Regions from separate parts of the Mus musculus genome. Here region 2 is linked to region 1. The links are chromatin contacts, called in public HiChIP or PLAC-seq maps. All regions are on one chromosome and are shown on one strand. Each heading gives the region's core, a stretch centred on a gene start, on an enhancer-like site or on the middle of the called end of the contact. The rest is flanking DNA. Distances are from core to core; before and after follow the strand shown.

Evidence for each region. HiChIP or PLAC-seq counts read pairs in DNA pulled down with a chosen protein or histone mark.
Region 2: a contact with region 1 is called in a RAD21 HiChIP or PLAC-seq map of pro-B cells, with 5 times the contacts expected there. The contact joins two enhancer-like sites. A contact is called at or near these places in 4 of 15 datasets of contacts at CTCF or cohesin (CD8 T cells, the NIH/3T3 cell line, large pre-B cells and 1 more), 58 of 484 Hi-C or Micro-C datasets (B cells, the BV-2 cell line, CD8 T cells and 32 more) and 9 of 115 datasets of contacts at active chromatin or transcription factors (CD8 T cells, the HPC-7 cell line, Th17 cells and 6 more).

Annotation. Positions count from the first base shown.
Region 1 is chr1:137,930,992-137,934,583 of GRCm38.p6, forward strand. Gm4258 (a long non-coding RNA gene) reads left to right here. Exons shown (of 3, transcript XR_003948014.1): 2 at 1-2,030. Among named protein-coding and RNA genes, the nearest start is that of Mir181a-1, 34 kb to the right of the region's middle. Within about 2 kb of position 1,645, at least 4 of the 459 cell types and tissues checked have an H3K27ac peak or open chromatin away from gene starts, as enhancers often do. A contact at or near this core is called in pro-B cells, where this site is marked.
Region 2 is chr1:138,043,040-138,046,631 of GRCm38.p6, forward strand. No RefSeq gene overlaps it. Among named protein-coding and RNA genes, the nearest start is that of Gm34353, 51 kb to the left of the region's middle. Within about 2 kb of position 1,687, at least 18 of the 459 cell types and tissues checked have an H3K27ac peak or open chromatin away from gene starts, as enhancers often do. A contact at or near this core is called in pro-B cells, where this site is marked.

The DNA.
Region 1 (3,592 bases), core at 395-2,894:
GTAGGAACCACAGCTACGTACGTGCATGTCCCTGAGGAACTTAAAGAGGTTGGTTCGCTATACCCTAAAATTAGGGTGTGATTAAGGTTCACCATTTCTTTGAGATCCCTGGAAACACTTTGTTCTCTGCCTGTCAGACTTTCCTCTCTGCCCAGTGTCTCCATGTACACACACTCCAGCATTTCTCTCTCTCTCTCTCTCTCTCTCTCTCTCTCTCTCTCTCTCTCTCTCTCTCTCTCTCTCTCCTCTCTCTCTTTCCTCTTTCTCTCCTCCTTCTCTCTCCTCTCTTTCTCCTCCCTCTCTCTCCTCTCTCTTTCTCCTTTCTCCTCTCTTCTCTCTCTCACCCCCTTTCTCTTTTTATTACCTACATTTTTCCTCCTCCCCTTTCTTGATCTCCTTAGCAGATGTCTTTTATAATTTATGTTGTTTACTATCCTTTCATTAAAGCTAAGCTGCTTCTTAGGCAGCCAGAACACCTAAGTACACACTAGAGGAGAGTGATACACAGGTGCCACTCCACAGTCTCATCAGGGCACTTCTAATAAGCATCTTGGTACCACCGAATGCAAAGCTGCATTCAAATAACAGCTTTCATCTTCAGTCTTTGTAAATATAAAAGTAACCCTTGAAGCCCTTTGAAGGACCCAACCAAACATCATACACAAGAAAATAGATCAGCAAGGCTTTGAATGACGTGTTTGTGTAAAATCTGTAAGGCATCTCACTGTCTCTATCAAGCAAGACATCTAGGTAAATGGTGGCGTTTAATACGACACATGGCAATCTCAGTTATGAGGGTCACGATTATGTGTTCTCTGTGCTGTTTTGTGTTCCCACCAGGGTGTTTTTCTTTTCTTTCTTTTTTCCTCCCATCAAAAATTCAAGACTCTTTACAATTCTCTGTGTATAAAATGTACACACAACGCTACAGTAGTTTTTGCTATGTGTTGTTTGTTTGTTTTTAGTATAACCACCCTGACACTCTGAGTCAACCCCCCCCCACACACACACACAAACAAAAAACAAAACACCAACAACAAAGAAACTGTGTTAAATGGGCAGACAGATTGGAACTTGAGGGCTATAGCTAAGAGAAAGAAAGTGGAGGCTTGAAGGCTATAATTTCTCTTTCTGTGGTGGTAACAAAATCAGGGGATACATGGAGTCAGGTGACTGCAGACTGGAACCAGAGCCGGGAAGAGCAAACTGCACAGAGAAGGACCCCACTCCTCAGGATGTGCTATGTGGCAAGATGGAGAAGTCCTCACTGAATCCGTTCCACACTCAGTACCCAAGTCCCAATGCCTGTGACCCCGCTTCCCAGTTGATTGGATCCTAGATTTGACAGTTCCATGTTTGATTCTCCTTCCTTCCACTTCTTTACTTTAAAGCAAAACAAAAGATAAATAAGTTACCAGGCCCCTGACTTCTGGCCCCTGCTGAGAGCTCAAAGAAGACACTGCATCTAAAAGAATACTCAGTGGACCAGAGGCAGCGGTGCATGCTCTGGCGTGCACTTGCAGTTCTCTGCTTATAACTTAGCCATATCCTTATATTCAGAAAATTAAATAGAATCCTAGAAATGATAGTAAGCACAGAAATTGTACATTGTGACTCATATCAAGTGGAAAGCAGGAAGTCCTAAAACTGCCTCCTAGGTCATCAGACTAGCTAGAGGGTGCCATCAGCTTAATTACAGGTTTGCACACTCAGAGAGGATGGTGTAGAAATGTTTGAGGAGAAATACCCTTATCAAGACACACATACAGTAAACTGGAATTACCATCCAACCTAGACAAGAGTGTGTGTTGAAATTGCCTGAGGATATTGTTCACACAGCAAACTGATGTCAATCTCAGATCTTCTGACATCTGTATACATATGATAATCAACAGAATTCTGCTGAGAATTGAGTATTTTCTTCGGGACACATCTGCAGCTTCTGTTTACCTTTCTTCCCTGTTCTGAAGGTGTTTGCTCACTTTCCTGTAGTTCTGATTTGCTCACGAGGATGCCCAGACAACAGGAAGGTAAGTACATGCATAAATTGTGTTAGACCTTTGGGAATTCCTTCCTCCGTTTCAGTATTGTGGTTTTGGTTTTGTTTTGTTAAAAAAAAAATGGGTGAGATGAAAGCCCATTTTCTCATTTATAAATATCCCCACGAGAACTGGTAGCTCTGTGAGCACAGAGAAGAGGCATGGCAGACAACCGATACATCCCATCTTTAGAAGTATTGGCAGGTTTCTGTAGGAAATACAGTTTATTCTGGAAGACATGGTTACCATAATTTAAAAAAAAACAAGATATTTAGCACACCAATAAATAATTGTGTACATTAAGATTTTAACATTCTTTTGTTGTTGTTTTTGAGACATCTTAGTCTTCAGCACAGACTGGCCTCAAACTCATGATCATCCTCCTGCCTCTGTATTCAGTGTTAAGACTGTAGGTATTAGTCACCACTCTTGACTTAAAATTTTAATTCTAACCCTAAACCAATTAACTAGTTTTCCTAAGAAAATTAATTTCTTTTAAAAAATTTGCTAATATTTGAATCAGCACAGAAATTTGTATAGATTTTTTAAATTTGGCAAGTAGGGTGCCGTAGTTCCAAAAAGCTTGCCACACTTTCCTATGGTAAAGAATGCAAGCCTAAGGTGTTTTGAAGAAATCAGGGTGTTATTCTTCTACAGATGGTTTGATTGAAATGTTTTAAAGATGGCTGTCTCTTCAGTAAAGCCTTTGCTTTACTGAAGTAAACACTTTGATGCCATAATAACGTTTCAGTGGTTCTCAGTCTCCACCTACAGATGCTATTGGCTATCTATGCAGGACAAACATCTGGCAAACTGAGGTTGCACCTAAATAAAACAGAAAACACTTAAACCAGAATTCTGTCAGCCACATTTCTCCAGGGTTAATTTTATGTAATAAAATTATATTATATTGTGAATGGCTTCTTTAGTTGGGGAGATCTGGGAATACCTATGGGAGGGGGTCACATTATATACATGAGAATGTATTCCAGTTCTATCAGGAGGTTTTAAAAGCACATTGAGAGGTGACCATTGATCATAATCCATTTCATTTAGAAACTGGGCTGTATGTTTTTGCTCATCCTTCTGATTTTAGAAAATATAGGGAGATGATATATGAAGTCTTATTGATAACAGTGTTTCCTCCACTATCAAAATGGGCAGTGCAATCTTACACAGTCGCTTGCTTTTCCCAAGAAGGTGATTCACCAACCTGGGCACTCACACAAGGTGTGCGATATAGAACTCAGAACTTCAGCACAAAACGAAACCTTCAGTGGAGATGTCCTGCTGATCCAAACCAATTAGCTATGCTTTCTGCACTGGGGTGAAAACTCTTGGGAGGCCTTGGAAATTAGAGTAGAGCTTTGGGTAGAGAGCAACTTCACTTGTCTTATGGGGCCATACCACTGTGATGGATGCTCTCGTTTCCCATGTGGGCAACTGAGGAATTATAGCAACTATGGTTGTTTTTTGTTTGTTTTTATCTTTTTGTTTTTGTTTTTTGTTTGTTTTTGTTTTTTGTTTTTGTTAGTTTGTTTGTTTGTTTGAGA
Region 2 (3,592 bases), core at 437-2,936, 110 kb after region 1:
ATGGCTTAAGAACTCTGCGGAGTCTGTGGAAATCAAAGCCTAGAAACACAGAGGTGCCCATCTCCCCTTGCTGGAAAGCTTCACCTTAAGGAATAGTTTGAGATCTCATGGGATAATTACCCTTAGAGGCGCAGAGTCACAAGGTAAGAGAAATTCACGTGAACAAAAAGCCAAGGTTAACTAGAATCTCCAGGCAAGTGTTTCATCGAGAAAATGAGCCTCACACATATTAAAGGGAGACTGCAAAGCACAGAGTAGCAAAATCAAGCAGGTTCCTTGAGGAGATGCTACCGCTGCCCTCCCTCTTACATAAGGGCAAAGAAACAGAGGCACATAGAAGATCAACCCCCAAAGTGGAGAGGCAGCAGCAAGGTCACAGAAGACCGGGATCGCAGTGCAAATGAACAGGGTGCCAGAGTGTTCTGCAGGGCTGAGTTAACGGAGCAAACACGAGCGTTGTTTTCAGTGTGGTATGTCCTCAACACTATTCTGGAGCTGTCACCAATTAATATTTTCTCACCTCATTTTCACTCATTTTTTGTTATTTTCTAAACTGTGGAGATATTTGAGCTGGAAAAAAGTCTAATGCTTGGATAGTTCTGAAAGGACTTGTCGGCCAGCCTGTTGAGGCAGAACTTCTGTTGGTCATCAGCCCAACAGAGTTAAACTGGGGGCTCCAGAGAGACAATAAACAACCCTAACACAGCATGAGACAGAACTGGGTTCTCCCCTGGAAGCAGTTATGGGGACACTCCCCCCTCCCCCCCAGAAGTCACACCATATTGGAAATTGTGGCACACAAAGAGACTTATGAACACTCGCTTCTCCAAAGCCTGCCTTGCCCTCGATTCTTATTTACTATTGTACTTTGACCCAAGTCACTCTCCTGCTTCTAAAACCACCCAGAGAGGACTCTCCATAGTCTTCCCTGTGCTCCACCTGCCATTCCATAGGTTCCTAAAGGTTTTGGCAAGGAAGGCTTGATAAAGTTTTAAAGTGTCAAGAGGCACATGACAAGAGACTGCTCTTGATGTAATCCTGAGACTGACAAATAAATGAGGTTGATATATATAACATTGCAAAATTTGTGTCAGAGAAGACGATCTAGTGTGGGAATCACACACACTGTCATGAACACATTTGCAAACACACTCACCGACATTCTTACGCACACCTGTGTTGACACACACACTCACACACATGCACACTCTTGCAGGCACACTCACACATAAACTTACACACTTCTAGTCACATACACTTACCCACACGTTTGTACTCACATACACAGAAGCACTCAGAACTCTTGCACACATACACACACTTGAACACATTTACACACACACACACACACACACACACACTTTGCAGGGAGGCTAGTATTGTATGTAATGACAGATAGGAGAGCTATGTGAGGAAACACTGGCCATAAGTGTCGCTCACTCTTGGGTGCCTCATGTCAGAGAGTGATCCAGCAGTAGGTTCCCATGAGACATAATTGGAAATGCCATGCTGGTCCTGTTTGGGAAGACTGTACAAAATTCAAGCTAAAGTGTTTCATCCCACAGGAATAATCTTAGTTTATTTTAGAGTGCCATTCCTGTCAGCAATATCAGTGACACAATATGCATGCACACCCGTAAAAAGCACCATACAAAGGAATACTTAGAAGCCCCACCCACCAGCAGAAGGAAACTATTGCAAAGGTTTTAGCGCACCCTGGTGGTCATTATGCTTTCTACATGGGGCGAGGAACAGCAAATATATCTGCGCAAAAAAAAAAAAAAAGTTTCATTACATGATTATCTCTGAGTATATTCGTACTATTCCGTGTCCTTTGAAATTAAGCTAGAAGCATAGACCAGTAGAATCAAATATTATTTCTAACATATTCATTCAGCCTTCAGTCAGCAGGAAATATATATTTCCAAAGTGTTCTTGACAAAAAGTCCAATCTTATTGTACTTATTGTGGACTTGAAAAGCTCCTTCCATAGAATTCATTTGAAAATTATTTGAAGTGATAATTTCATCTTGAAATTAAAAATGTGTTTTAAAGTATGTTAACATCTATTTAAATAACAAGACTCAAATCCAAATTTAAAAACTGAATAAGCATAATACTTTGTTTTGTTTACAGGTAACCCATGTACAGTAGGAAAAGTTTAAAATAATTATGCAATGTGCTCATCTTATATCTATGATCACATGCTAACAGGGCTGACGTTGTCTACTTGCTGTCTAGAATACTTATGCATAAACATTTATGCAACTTTATGTTTCATTAAAAAAAAACTTATTCTCAGAATGTGATAGAATAGCCAACATTTGTCATTATGTCCCAGATAATTGTTCTGCCTCCACCTAAGCTGAGATTGGAATCTTGCCTCCAGCTCAGTAACGACTCATTTCCTAGGGAAATTCAGAGATTTATTTTCTCCAACATTTTAGATTTTATAATTTAGTGAGGTCAGATTTGTTTAAAAATTTTTAACCATCTTCCAAGAACTCCTCTTCTCTCTCTCTAAAAAAAAATCCTCTATAGTCCCTGATGAAACCTGTGAGACAAGTATGTAAATAAACCCAGGGTCTCTGTGGTACATTTATCAGCCCTCAGCTGTGATCCCGGTGATCTTTAAGTGTCCTTTAATACAGGATTTTCAGAGATGAGATGATACTTTCATTTTTAATGAACACATCAGTGCTTCTTTTTGGGTTCATAATTCCAACTCAGGTATATATATATATATATACACACACGCGCGTGTGTGTACATATATGTATATGTACGTATATGTGTGTGTACATATACGTACATATATGTGTATATATCCATATATATGTATATGTACATATATGCATATATATACACACACCTGAGTTGGAATTATGAATATATATAATTTTTAAAATTAGATGTTTTTCTATTGAGATGGGATTAAAATATCTGCTGTACTGTGTGATGGGCTAGCTCAACATGAAAACTTTCCAATGTGCAAACTGGTTCTCTTCTTAATCCTACATTGAAGTCATTCTTTGCTTATCACCCCTTAGTTCTCACGTACTTAGAAGCTTTCTTCTATCAAAGTGAGTGATTATTGAAAATGGATGCTTCTCCTGGTTGGACAGAAGACTCCTTCTTGAAGTCTTATGCCTTATGCTAAGCTAAAAGTCCAGCAAAGCCTTTGGACTGAGCCTTATGAAAGCCTCCTAAGACTGGAACCACTGATATCATATGGATGAAAGGTGACAAGACTCTTAGGAGTTCCTTCCAAGGTCCCCCCTTTTGCCAGAATTCAAATTTCCACCATAGAAGAGGTGAGCAAGTACCTGTGATATGATCTCTTGGCAGGACAGCTTCCTGTAGTCACCTATGCTGTCCTGAGAAATTCTGATTCACTAAAGTAATCAGAATGTGCTGTTTGTGGTTTTAACTAGGATGTATAGATATTTCTTTTTATCTTTCCAGGGAAAGCCACACACACACAGATAATCTCACCCATAAAATGCAGCTTCTCATCAAATAAAATGTTAAAGGTCTCCTCAGTAATGAAGTCACTGAATGGGTTTCTTTGACCCGGTGAGCATTACATTTG